Regions from separate parts of the Sus scrofa genome. Here region 1 is linked to region 2. A link is a contact called in public Hi-C data. All regions are on one chromosome and are shown on one strand. The core of a region is the stretch at or near the end of the contact, and the rest is flanking DNA. Distances in the headings are between cores, read along the strand shown. Region 1 overlaps TNFRSF8 (tumor necrosis factor receptor superfamily member 8). Region 2 has its middle 12 kb from the start of KIAA2013.

Region 1 (6,173 bases), core at 651-3,150, 150 kb before region 2:
TGAGGCGTGTCAATTGCAGTCAGCTTTTTGTTGTTCGGGTGTTGCACACCCGAAGTGTCACCACGTAACCCTGACATCATCAATGTAACCTGACATTTGCAAACACCTGTCACATGGCACTCGTATGGCTCATGGACTCCAGAATCCGGAGCCTTGAGGGACTCTGTTTGCCCACTTGTGCCCAGCCCCACCACCACCTCATTCTTCTCAAGGAAACTGGAGGTTCTGGGGAGCCTCTCAAGGGGCAGGGACCTGTCAGGACACCCCGAGCTTTTTCCTCAACCTCAGCATCTTACCCTGTGAGCTTGGAAGCCTCTGGCTGGCGGGGGCTGCTGGGGGTTGAGGGTCCAGCCCTGCTGGGCCTGCTGAGTGTGGGGGAAATTCTGGGTCCTTGACCTGGGTTTTCCTCTCCCGGCCTCTGAGGGCGACACGGCCCTGCTCCCTCTCCTAGGGCAGGGGGTGGGGGGCAGGGGGAGCCCGGATGCCCACTCTTCACTTCCACCACCTCACCCTGGGTCAGTGAAGGGGTGGGAAGGGCAGGGAAGAGGGAACCCATGGTTTTGTATATCACCCCCCCCAAGCCACACATCACCTCCTTTGGGCCCCTCCAGCCCTGGAGGCCAAATCACCACCCACATTACAGAGGAAATATCCACCCAAGGTCACACAGCAACTAAGCATGGAGCAGAGATTTTGAGCTTCACTGTGTCTCCAGTTCTCGTCCCCCCTCTGGGCTTCAGGTTGCCCATCCTGAAAATAAAAAATGTGCTAAGAAGGACACCACGTCACATTGGTGGTCTTCCTACCAAAAGTCCATAATCTAAATCAAATCATGGGGAAACACCAGATAAACCCAAACTGAGGGACGTTCGACAAGACAAATGGCCTAAACTCTAAAAATGCCAAAGAGGGGGGTTCCCGTTGTGGTGCAGCGGAAACGAATCTGACTAGGAACCATGAGGTTGCGGATTCGATCCCTGGCCTCACTCAGCAGGTTAAGCCTCTGGTGTTGCCGTGAGCTGTGGTGTAGGTTGAATGGGCGGCTCGGATCCGGCGTTGCTGTGGATGTGGTGTAGGCTGGCAGCTACAGCTCTGATTGGACCCCCTAGCCTGGGAAACTCCATATGTTGCGGGTGGGTCTCTAAAAAGCAAAAAATAAAAAAATTTTTTAAATGCCAATGAGGAGTTCCCACTGTGGCTCAGTGGGTTAAGGACCCGATGTGGTCTCTGTGAGGATAAGACGTCGATCCCCGGCCTCGCTCAGGATCTAGCATTGCCGCAAGCCTCAGAGTAGGTTGCAAATGTGGCTGAGATCTGCTGTTGCTATGGCTGTGGCATAGGCCAGCAGCTGCAGCGCCAATTCAATCCCTAGCCCGGGAACTTCCACATGGCACAGGTGCAAGCCTAAAAAGAAAAAAAAGAAAAAAACAAAGCCAATGCATGAAAGACAAGGAAAAGCTGTGGAACATTCCAGAATAAAGGAGACCAAAGAGACAGGATAACAGAATGCAATATCTGGACTGGATCCTGAATTGGGGTAGGAAGGGGGATACTGCTGTAAAGGAGACTATTGAGATAACTGGTGACATTTGAACATGAGCTTTATACCTGATTTTGATCTACCAATGCTGGATGCCTGAAAACTTGTTACGTAAGAGATGTCCTTGCTGGAGAAGAAACATGCTGAGATATTTAGAGGTAAAAGATCAAAATGCCTGCAACTAACTAGCAGGTGGTTCAGCAAAAGAAAATAATAAGAAGACTGTGTATACATAGACATAAAGCAATGATACAAAAACACATGTGAAAATAATCGCACCTCCAGGGTTCTGAGAGCTCAGGAAGGAGAGGACCGCTTTTTTCAAACAAGGAATCTATGTAAATCCACGGTCTGCCACCAGGGGGCACTGCCTCCTTGCCCACCCCAGGGCTGTGGGATTTCAGCCAGGCCCCAGGGAGGGGAGAGTAGAGGACTTGGGGGCCCCTGTTCCCACGTGGGCTTATGGGAGGTAGGGGCTGCCCCCACCCCAGCCCCACGGAGGGGCTGATCTGGCTTCCCGCCCCGCCAGCTATTCGCAGAGGTGTATTTGGGGTCCAGGCTGGGGCACAGCTCAACCCCACTCTCAGCCTTCACCCCAGCTGTCTCCAGGCCCCTGTGGCTGTCCTTCTCTGGAAGAGACACTGGGGACTTTTTTGGCCTATGATGTCATGGCTTTACAAGCACCCAGAAAATGGGTCAGTGCAACACTCACAGGTGGTAGAAGGAGCAACAGCAGTGACTGACCCTAAGGGCCCTGTGTGACCTCATTACACAGAAATCTTCCTCGGGGAGGGGCGAGGCCTGCTCAGGAGCACACCTCGTGGTGATGTCAGGCTCTGAGTCCAGGTCAGCTGACTTGAGCACACCAGGACTGCATCAAGCACCTACTGCATCAAGCCAGAGAGCAGGGCACCAGAATGCCCTCCAGGGAGGGAGACAACCCCATCTTCCCAGAGTGTTCCCAGCCCATACGCTAGAGAGGACTGGAATCCGGACCCTGTGGTTTGACTTTGCAGCGCTGTCTGTGGTCCCCCAAGGCTGGCGCAGTCTCACGCCTCTGGGCTCAGCCCTCACCCCCAGCCCCATTCATGCCATCCCTCGGCCATCTCCCCATCTGCCCTGCTGCCTCCCAACCCCACCATCCCATCACCCACGACCCACTCACACGGCCCTTCACCCACAGCAGCGCCTGGCAAAGGCAGCAGCCGCCACCTCTGAATTGTTCTGGCCCCACCAAATTCCCACCAGCCAAAGGACCCAGACCCCTGATGCCCTCTCAGCTCCTGCTGCCCCTGCGGAGAGGGAAGAGACAGCTGGGCCATACTCTGATCCCGGCCTTGGAGGGAGGGGGGGTCAGAAAGGCGAGAGTGGGAGGGGGAAGCCCAAGGCCTGGGAGGGGGGCTTTTGGGTGGGGTTCCCCAGCAGGTTTGAGGCAGAGCGAGGTGTCCACAGGATGATGAGTTGTGTAACCAGGGGCCCGTGGCCCAGCCTTAGTAGCATCAACATAGAGAGTGGCCTGAAACCTTCCCATTTCTAGGCCTATTTTCAGGTTGGTTTGGTTTTCCCTACAAAACTGGTGAATTTCACTTTTAAAAACCCCCACCTGGTCACAGCTGCAGAGACTGAACACGAACCACACCTGCGGGAGCCGAGAGTTTAGAGCCGGGTCAAGGGGTGGGGGGTGGGCAGGTGTCAGCAAAATACCCAAAGGGACCAAAGCCGAGAGGTGCGCCCCCCCCCCGCCCCACCCCACGCCATGGGCTCCCCTCTTCTCTCACTCAGGGTGAGGCGCCTGAGCTGGCAGCGTTGGCACCAGTTGGGACCTTGCTGGAAATGCAGAAGCCCAGGCCTCACCCAGACCTATGGTCTGTCTCACTTTCCAGATGGGGAAAGTGAGGCCTGGGGAGGTTAAGAAATTTGCCTCAGGTCACAGGCCCAGGCAGGGCTGGAGGCAGGATTCAGCCTGAGCCAGGGGCCGGGGCTCTCACGCACCAGTCTCTGTGTCCCGAGTCTGGTCTAACCCCCGGCTCTACCCTCAAAGCCAGCGGTTCCTCCTCACCTCCCCGCCATCTGGCCTTGAGGATGGCCGTTCTGGGTCTCTCACACCCACCCCGACCCCACATCCCGCTCTCAGTGCAGACGCCAGAGCCACCTTTTCAAAACATAAGTCTGGTCTCCTCCCACCTCCACCCGATTGAAGATGAGGAGGTGGCTTCCGGCTCAACTATGCATCAAGCCCGAGGTTCTGACAGTGGCCCCAGTCACCCTGCCGGGCCAGCCCTGGCCCACCTGGCCTGTGCAATCCCAGGCGCCCCCTCCCATTCTCCCTCCCATCCACTCCCTCCCTCCCTCCAGCAGCTCGGCATATGCTGTTCCCCTGGTCCAGCACACCCCAACTCCTCCTCAGAGCTCACTCACCTGTGCCTCTGCCTCAGAGGCCCCCTGCCTGACCACCCCTGTCCAGGCCAGGTCTCAGCAGGTGTGGGCAGGGCCGCAGCCTTGCTGGAGGCTTTTGGGGAGAACCCATTTTCTCGTGATTCAAACTGAGGTCTGGGAGTTCCCTTGTGGCACAGCAGGTTAGGATCCAGCATTGTCACTGCAGTGGCTTTGGTTACTGCGGTGGCATGGGTTTGATCCCTGGCCTGGGAACTTCCACCTACCGTGGGCACAGCCAAAATAAAACAAAAAACTGAGGTCCTGCCTCTTTGCTGAGTCAACTAAGAGGGTTCCCAGCTTCTAGAGGCGGCTGCATTCCTTGGTTCATGGCCCCCTTCCCCCATCTGCAAGGTGCACAGTAGTGGCTCGAGTCCTTCTCCTCTCACATCTCCCTCTTCCTCGGTGTCATCTCTCTCCAATGCAGCCAGAAAAGTCTGCTTTTAAGGACTCATGTGAGGACACTGGGCCCTCCCAGATAATCCAGCCCAATCTCCCCACCTCAAGGTCCGTACCCTTAATCACATCCACAAAAGTCTCTTTGCCACATAAGGTGACATAGTCACAGGTGCCAGGAGACTTTTTAAAAATTTTTATTTTGTTTTTAGTAGAGGATAGTTGATTTACAGAGTTGCGTCAGGCTTTTTTTTTTAATGGCCACACCCATGGCATATGGAGGTTCCCAGGCCAGGGCTTAAATCCGAGCCACAGCTGTGACCTATGCCACAGCTGTAGCAACACCAGGTCCTTAACCCACTGCGTTAAGCTGGGAATCGAACCCAAACCTCTGCAGTGACCTGAGCTGCTGCAGTCAGATTCTTTTTTTTTTTTTTTTTTTGTATTTTTGCCATTTCTTGGCCCGTTCCTGCGGCATATGGAGGTTCCCAGGCTAGGTGTTGAATCAGAGGTGTAGCTGCCAGCCACAGCCACGGCCACGGCCACAGCAATGCAGCATTAGAGCCAAGTCTGCAACCTATACCACAACGCACAGCAGCACTGGATCCTTAATCCACTGAGCAAGGCTCAGTTTCCACTGAGCCACAATGGGAACTCCCAGGATGCAGACTGTGAAAGGACCATTATTCCACTGACCACAGCCCTGCTAGTAAAGTAACCACTAGGCTATTCTGCCAACAGGCTGGGCTTCATGGCCTCCTAGTCCTGGGGGACCTCAACTCCTCCCTCCATCCTGAGGGTTCACCTGAGCTCCAGACCAGGAGACCCCATGAAACTGAAGTCGTCTTCCTCCCAGACCATAAACACACCCTCAGGCTCACAGTCCCTGCCCTGGTCCTGGCCAGTCTGCCTCCCGGCCGTCACACCTGCCTGCAGGACCCAGTTCCTATGTGTGTTCCCCAGGGAGCCGAGGGGGAGCGTGTATGGCTCCGTGCAGCCCAGACCCATCGCTGGAGAGAAAAGCAAAGATGGTAGGCAAAGAAAGAGCCACAATGGAAGGAGCCAGGAGCCCCTGGGCAGGAAGAAGAGGTGAGCACCTTCTCGAGGGGAAGCTCATGAGAGTAGCACCATCCTTGCTGAGTATCTCCCAGGGTGGACCAAGACGAGAAGGGAGAGACCCTCCAAAGACGTCCATGTCCTAATCCCCAGAATCTGTGACTGTCGCCTTTCAAGAGGCGGATGGAATTACAGCTGCCAATCAGTGACCTTGGTCATAATCCTGGATTGTGGGGGGCGGGGCACAGTGTAATTACCAGGGTCCTTAAAATTGCAAGAGGGAGGCAGGAGAGTCAGAGTCAGAGAAGGAGACATGAGGATGATAGAAGCAGGGCCAGAGGGAGGCTATGCAGCTGGTGGGAAGATGGGGAAGGGGCCGTGAGCCAAGGGGTGCGGATGGTCTCTGGCAGCTGGAAAGACAAGGGAGCGGATTTTCCCCTGGAGCCCCTGGAGAGGAACACAGCCCTGCCCACTCCTTGATTCCAGCCCAGGGACACACATTTCAAATTTAGGAACTACAGAACTGAAAGATAATCATCTGTGTGCTTTTATTTTATTTTATTTTATTTCTGAGCTGCACCGGCAGCATGTGGAAATTCCAGGGCTAGAGATCAAACCTGCCCCACTAGGCCAGATCCTTCACCCATTGCACCACCAGGGAACTCCCTAATCTGTGATGTTTTAAGCCACTCATTTTATGGTAACAACAATCGCAATAAGAAACTAAAACAGAGCCGCTCCTGAGAAG
Region 2 (6,735 bases), core at 329-2,828:
AAGAAAAAAAAAAGAAAAAAGAAAGAAAAAGAAAAAAAGGAGCCTCGCCTGAGCTGCTGGGTGCTGGCTGAGCAAACAGCCTTGCCGTGAACAAGCTACCTGGTCTGACAGTCCTACTTCCTGGGAGCCCCTGTGGACTTTGGCCAATGGAAGCTTCAAATAAATCATTTGATTCAATAAATGTTCATTGTGAACCTTCTAGTTACCCATGCATCTGGCCCTTGGGTGACAAAGGGGGAAGGTTAGGTTTGATGAATACCTGCGGTGTGCTTGGTACTTCCCCACTGGCTCAAGTTCCATGAAGGCAGTGGCTATATCTGTCTTTCACTCTGGATGGCCAGAGACTAGCCCCTGCCTGGCACTGGTAGATGTTTAAAGAATACTTGTTGAATTGTGTTTGTGGCACATGGAGTTTCCCAGGCTAGGGGTCCAATTGGAGCTGTAGCTACCAGCCTACACCAGAGCCACAGCAACACAGGATCCAAGCCGCGTCTGTGACCCACAGCACAGTTCACATCAGGGTGACTAAGCACAAGGGACAAGAGGACGAAGGTGAGAGTAATGTTAAAGGAAAAAGAACAAATCTAATATGAAGCCAGGTTTGTTCCTCCCTCTTACAAAAGGGCCTGGGAAAGGGTGATCCCTGTTCTAGCCTCTGATAGGCTCCCTGCACGAGGATGGCAGAGGTGGCCACAGGGAAGAGGCCGGGCGCCGAGAAATGGAGCCCAAGGGGATGGACTTCCTCCCTCCTTTATGGGGCAGCCACTGCTAGCTTTCTTCCCCAGTGTTCCTTCTCTCCCTGCAAGGATCTCACAAAGAAGGCAAAGCGCATAGCTGCGCGGAGAGACTGCATGTCCCAGGCTTCTTTGCAGCTAGGCGGGATCCGGAAACTCATTTCTGGCCAATGGGATTGGTTAAAAAATTCACTTCCTCTTGCGTTTTAGCAAATCTATTATAACCATGATCAAATGTCTTTCTTGACTTCTCTTTTTAATAAGTGACCCGGTTCTAGTTTCAAAGCTAAATTACTTCAACAGACAAAACAAAAACCCAACATCAATATTTATAAATACTCCGTAGAGAAAGCGATGGGAGTTCCCACTGTGGTGCAGTGAGTCAAGGATCCGGCGTCGCCACAGCTGCGGCTGGATTACATCCCTAGCCAGTGGATTTGCATATGTGCCGAAAATCTTCCATATGCCCAGCGGGTGCGGGGCGGGGGGGACAGGGGAGGCAATGAATCGCATTTAAGCTTTTTTAATTTAAAAAATTATTTGGGCCGTCCCCCTGCAGCCACAGCTGCCACCCACGCCACGGCCACGACTTCTGCAAAACTGGATCCTTAACTCAGCGAACCAGACCCCTGGATAGGCATACAATCGGTGTCTCCACAGACACAAACGCCGGATCGTTGGCCCACAACGCCACAGCTGGAACTCTCACATTCACGTTTTTACAGAGGTCACCTCATCTTCGTTAATAAACTAAAAGACGTCAGTTTCTCGCGAAAAACCTCACGACGTTCCGCGTGACTTCAAGGACTACTGAAAACACTTTTGCGCATTTCAAAGTCCAGAAAAAGCTGAAAAGCAAAAACATAAAATCTTTTTTTCTAAACGATTTTATTAGCCTTGCAAAGCGCAAGGCCTCCAAAAACTGGGTAAAAACTCAGAATTGTTCCTCTCCACGGAAATCTTTAGTAAAAGGCGAAAGATTTATGCGATCTGAAGAGAAACCAGAGTATACCGGGGAAGGCCAGCACACATTACTCGAGGAACTGCTACCCCTAACACAGTAACGGTGACTTTCCAAAGGAATTAGTCACATCTTCCTTTTTTTCCCTACAACTCTATGAAATATCACTCATATTTAGGAAAAAATAGATCAAGTAGAAAGGAAGAATTAGTAATTTTAAGACGAAAAAAAATGTGCCGGGTGAAATGCATTCTGGATATGCAAATAATAATCTCAGTCGTCACACTCCGGTTTCCGGAAATACCTTAAATAGTTTATTCAGCTCTGTGCTGGGACCGAGATTACCACCAGGGGGCAGAGCGGAGGTCAGATTTAAGGGGTTAATATACAGACCTGAGCCTAATCCCGCTACAAAGTCAGTTTTAGAGTTCGCACTTTAGGTAAAAATTTATTTTCAATTCAGTTCAATTCAATTAGATTAAAGTAAATAAAAAATAAAATAAAATAAACCTTGAAAGTCACTATCTTCATTCATTCATGCAACAAAAGTATATGGAACATTGTTAAACCCTGTGCAGGGCTCTAGGGAGAGATTGATCACGTACATGTCACCTTCACAGAGTGCTCAGTGTGATGGGAGCCGGGTGTATGTGATGAGCACTGATAACAATATTTTGGTGACACCCGGGCAGAACATTAAAGGACCACAGGAGCAGGGTGGTGAGGGTATTCTAGGCAGGGCGATGGGGCGCCGAGAGGGTAAGTGACCAGGCGGCTGTCAGTGCCGGCTAAGTGCTTGGATTTACCTTGAAGGCAGAGGGGAAGCAGTGACGAGTTTTAAGAGAGACCATGTGATCCGATTAGTGTTTTTAATACAGTGGTCCTGGGATCAGCGGATCAGTCTTACCTGGATATGTGTTAGAGACGCAAAGGTTTTGAACTCCTCCTGGATCCGCTGCATCTGAAACTCTGGGGGTGGGGCCCAGCAGCGGGGTTTTAATAAGCCCTCCAGGTGACTGAGATGCTGGCTGGGTTGAAAACCACCGTTGGGCAACCATTCTGGTTAAAGTGTGGCTATGGTCGGAGAGCAAGAAGTTTTGGGGTGGCGAATTATTAGGAGGCTGATCATTAAAGCCAGGGAGTGGGCAGGAGAGGGACCGGGCAAGGCAAAGGGTGGAATGTAAAGAAGAAAAAAAAAGAGTTCCCATCGTGGCGCAGTGGTCAAGGAATCTGACTAGGAACCATGAGGTTGCAGGTTCGATCCCTGGCCTCGCTCAGTGGGTTAAGGATCCAGAGTTACTGCAAACTGTGGTGTAGGTCACAGATGTGGCTCAGATCTCGCATTGCTTACGGCTGGATCCTTAACCCACCGAGCAAGGCCAGAGATTGAACCCAAAACCTTGTGATCCCTTGTTGGATTCGTTTCTGCTGCGCCACGACAGGAACTCCTTTAAGTCTGTTTTGACACCGTCGAAGCCCACATTTCCTCCCTCTCCAGTGAAGCTCAGGCGGATCCTCTGTGCACAAACAACATTGATCTTGTGGGGTTGTTTTTTGTTTTTGTTTTTTTGTCTTTTTGGGCCACACCAGCAGTATATGGAGGTTCCCAGGCTAGGGGACCAATCGGAGCTATAGCAGCTGGCCTACACCACAGCTCACAGCAACGCCAGATCCTTAACCCACTGGGAGAGGCCAGGGATCAAACCCGAAACCTCATGGTTCCTAGTCAGATTCGTTTCTACTGCACCACGACGGGAACTCCGATCTTGTGGGTTTTTTAAAAAAATTTGGCCATGCCCACCACACACAGAAGTTCTCAGGCCAGGGATGGAAGCCGAGCCACCGCAGTGACAACACCAAATCCTTAAGCGTTAGGCCACTAAGGTTTAAGCAAAATTGAGCAGAAAGCACAGAGAGAAGTTCCCGTCATGGCACAGTGATTAACGAATCCGACTGGGAACCATGAGGTTGCGGGTTCCATCCCTGGCCTTGCTCAGTGGGTTAAGGATCCGGCGTTGCCGTGAGCTGTGGTGTAGGTTGCAGACGCGGCTCGGATCCCGCGTTGCTGTGACTCTGGCGTGGGCCGGTGGCTACAGCTCCGATTCGACCCCTAGCCTGGGAACCTCCATATGGCGCGGGAGCGGCCCAAGAAATAGCAAAAAGACAAAAAAAAAAAAAAAAAAAAAAAAAAGCACAGAGAGTTCCCATAGACCCTGCCCCACCACTCACGATGTCCCTACTATCAATATCTCCAACCAAAGTGGGGTACTTGTTAGGATCTATGAAATTGCACTGACATGTCATTACCCTCTAAAACCCCTAGCTTACATCAGGGTTCATTCGTTTTTTTCAACCAGTGGGCTGCCAGAGGCATAGCTAGCGACATAGTGGAATGAAGGATAATAGTGACACTGGCTGGCCTCTACGCACTTGCTCTAAGCCAGGTGCTGAGAAATGCTTTTGGATCCATTGAGCCCCCGGCCAGCCCTGTGAGGCAGAGGAAAAGCTGCTGTTCGATACACTCGGTGTCCAGCAGTGTAAGATACAAAATGACAAACCTGACACTAATCAGGCTTGCAGAGCTGATGTCCGGTTTACAAAAAGTGTAGAGGCTATGGGAACAAACTGAATTTGGAGAAAGAAGTACCTACAAGAGGGGGAATCAGACAAATTCAGAATGAGGATTTTCCTTACAATGGATCCAGTCCTTCAAAAATCACACATGTGCGCATACGCGCGCACACACACACACACACACACACACACGCACACACACACGAGCACACATACGCTTGGTGTCAGGAAACAAAAGAATTTCGGATTAAAAGAGACTGAAAAAATCCCGTAATTACAGATGAAATAGGTCCTTTTTGGATCCCCCTTCCCCCTTTTTAAATGGCTGCATCCAAGGCACATGGGAGTTCCCAGGGCAGGAATTGAATCTGAGCTGCAGCTTTGATTTACACGATGCTGGGTCCTTTAACCCACCGTGCTGGACTGGGGGTTGAACCCATGCTTCCGGAGTGACCGATACCATTGCAGTCAGATTCTTAACCTACCCCTCCTTCCACCCTCACCCTCACCCCCTTCCCCCCGGCCTGTGCTCCCACATTTTATTATACGGTGTGGGGTTCGATCCCTGACCTCACTCAGTGGGTTAAGGATCCAGCTGTGAGCAACACGGGATCCGAGCCACATCTGTGACCTACACCACAGCTTGCAGCAACTCTGGATCCTTAACCCACTAAGTGAGGCCAGAGATTGAACCTGCATCCTCATGGAGACTATGCTGGGTTCTTAACCCACAGAGCCGCAGTGGGAACTCCTGAATCTCAGGATGAGGCGATCTGTGCTTTGTAAAAAACAGGCCCCTTAGATACTTAGAGAAATCTCAGGGGAAATAAAAAAAATCTGTTTAACAAACCCAGATTCTTGCATCTTCCCATGCATAGGAAAGACTAAAATTATTTTTTTTTTACTTTTTTTTTTTCTTTTTAGGGCCACACCAGCAGCATATGGAGGTTCCCAGGCTAGGGGTCCAATCGGAGCTACAGCTGCTGGCCTACGCCATAGCCACAGCAACACCAGCTCCTTAACCCACTGAGTAAGGCCAAAGATCGGACCTGCAACCTCATGGTTCCTAGGTGGATTCGTTTCTGTCTGCTGTGCCACGATGGGAACTCCATAAAACTATTTTTTATTTTCTCTCTCTCTCTTTTTTCTTCTTCTCTTTTTATAGCCGCATAGCTGCGGCATATAGCTGCGGCATATGGAAGTTCCCAGGCCAGGAGTCGAATTGGAGCTGCAGCTGCCGGCCTACACCACAGCCACAGCAATGCCCGATCAGAGCTGCATCTGCGATTTACCCTGCAGCTGCAGCAACACCGGATCCCTAACCCACTGATCAAGGCCAGGGTTTGAACCCGCATCCTCACAGAGACTATGTTCTTAACCCTCTGAGCCACAGCGGGAACTCCCATCTATTATTTTCTTAATTTTTTTTGTTTTTGTTTGTGTCACATGGAGGTTCTTGGGCCAGGGATCAAACCTGTGCCACAGTAGTGACCTGAGGCACAGCAGTGACAATGCTGGATCCTTAACTGCTAGGCTACCAGGGAACTCCTTCGTTTATTTAAAAGGCAACTATTTAAAACAAAAACAGTCATTTTTATTTGGGGGAGTTTGTTACCTAGGTAGACGTGAAATACATAACACTGAGAGCACAAAAGAGGAGGCGCAATGGAATTATACTGGTTTAAAGTATTTACTTTTTACTTGAAGTGGTAAAATATTAATTCTAGTTACACTCTGGAAAATTAATAATGCATATAATAATCCCTAGAACAATATGAAAAGATAGCTAAAAAACTAGTAAAAGAAATAAAATGGAATATAAAATTATCCAATTAGGGAGTTCCCGTCGTGGCGCAGTGGTTAACGAATCCGACTAGGAACCATGAGGTTGCGGGTTCGGTCCCTGCCCTTGCTCAGTGGGTTAACGATCCGGCGTTGCCGTGAGCTGTGGTGTAGGTTGCAGATGTGGCTCGGATCCCGAGTTGCTGTGGCTCTGGCGTAGGCCGGTGGCTACAGCTCCGATTCAACCCCTAGCCTGGGAATCTCCATATGCCACGGGAGTGGCCCAAGAAATAGCAACAACAACATCAGACAAAAGACAAAAAGACAAAAAAAAAAAAAAAAAAAAAAAAAAAAAAAAAAAAAAAATTATCCAATTAGCCTAAAAGAAGTCAGAAAAAGACTAATAAAGAAGTAGACTAAATAGAAAACAAATAGGAAGATGATAGACTCAAACTCAACCAGACCAGTAATCGCATTAAATCTAAATGAATGAAGTCTTCCAATTAAAGGCCAGAGGTTATCCAACAACATAAAACCATGAGACTCAGCTCTCTGCTCCTAAGTAATCCTCTTTAAATATAAAGGCACTAATAGTTGAAACTAAAAGGATGGGGGAGTCCCCTTGTGGCTCGGCCAGTTAAGAACAAGACGTAGTATCTGTGAGGATGCCTGTTCAATCCCTGG

What was found. Hi-C and Micro-C count contacts between places; a contact is called where the count stands out from the background.
Region 1: a contact with region 2 is called in a Hi-C map of skeletal muscle, with 4 times the contacts expected there. The contact joins two enhancer-like sites. A contact is called at or near these places in 7 of 47 Hi-C or Micro-C datasets (blood, embryonic fibroblasts, heart right ventricle and 2 more) and 2 of 2 datasets of contacts at active chromatin or transcription factors (alveolar macrophages and skeletal muscle).

The regions. Positions count from the first base shown.
Region 1 is chr6:72,113,533-72,119,705 of Sscrofa11.1, reverse strand. All of the region lies in intron 1 of TNFRSF8 (tumor necrosis factor receptor superfamily member 8), which reads right to left. Among named protein-coding and RNA genes, the nearest start is that of TNFRSF8, 13 kb to the right of the region's middle. Within about 2 kb of position 1,900, at least 19 of the 83 cell types and tissues checked have an H3K27ac peak or open chromatin away from gene starts, as enhancers often do. A contact at or near this core is called in retroperitoneal adipose tissue and skeletal muscle, where this site is marked.
Region 2 is chr6:71,966,049-71,972,783 of Sscrofa11.1, reverse strand. No RefSeq gene overlaps it. Among named protein-coding and RNA genes, the nearest start is that of KIAA2013, 12 kb to the left of the region's middle. Within about 2 kb of position 1,578, at least 77 of the 83 cell types and tissues checked have an H3K27ac peak or open chromatin away from gene starts, as enhancers often do. A contact at or near this core is called in retroperitoneal adipose tissue and skeletal muscle, where this site is marked.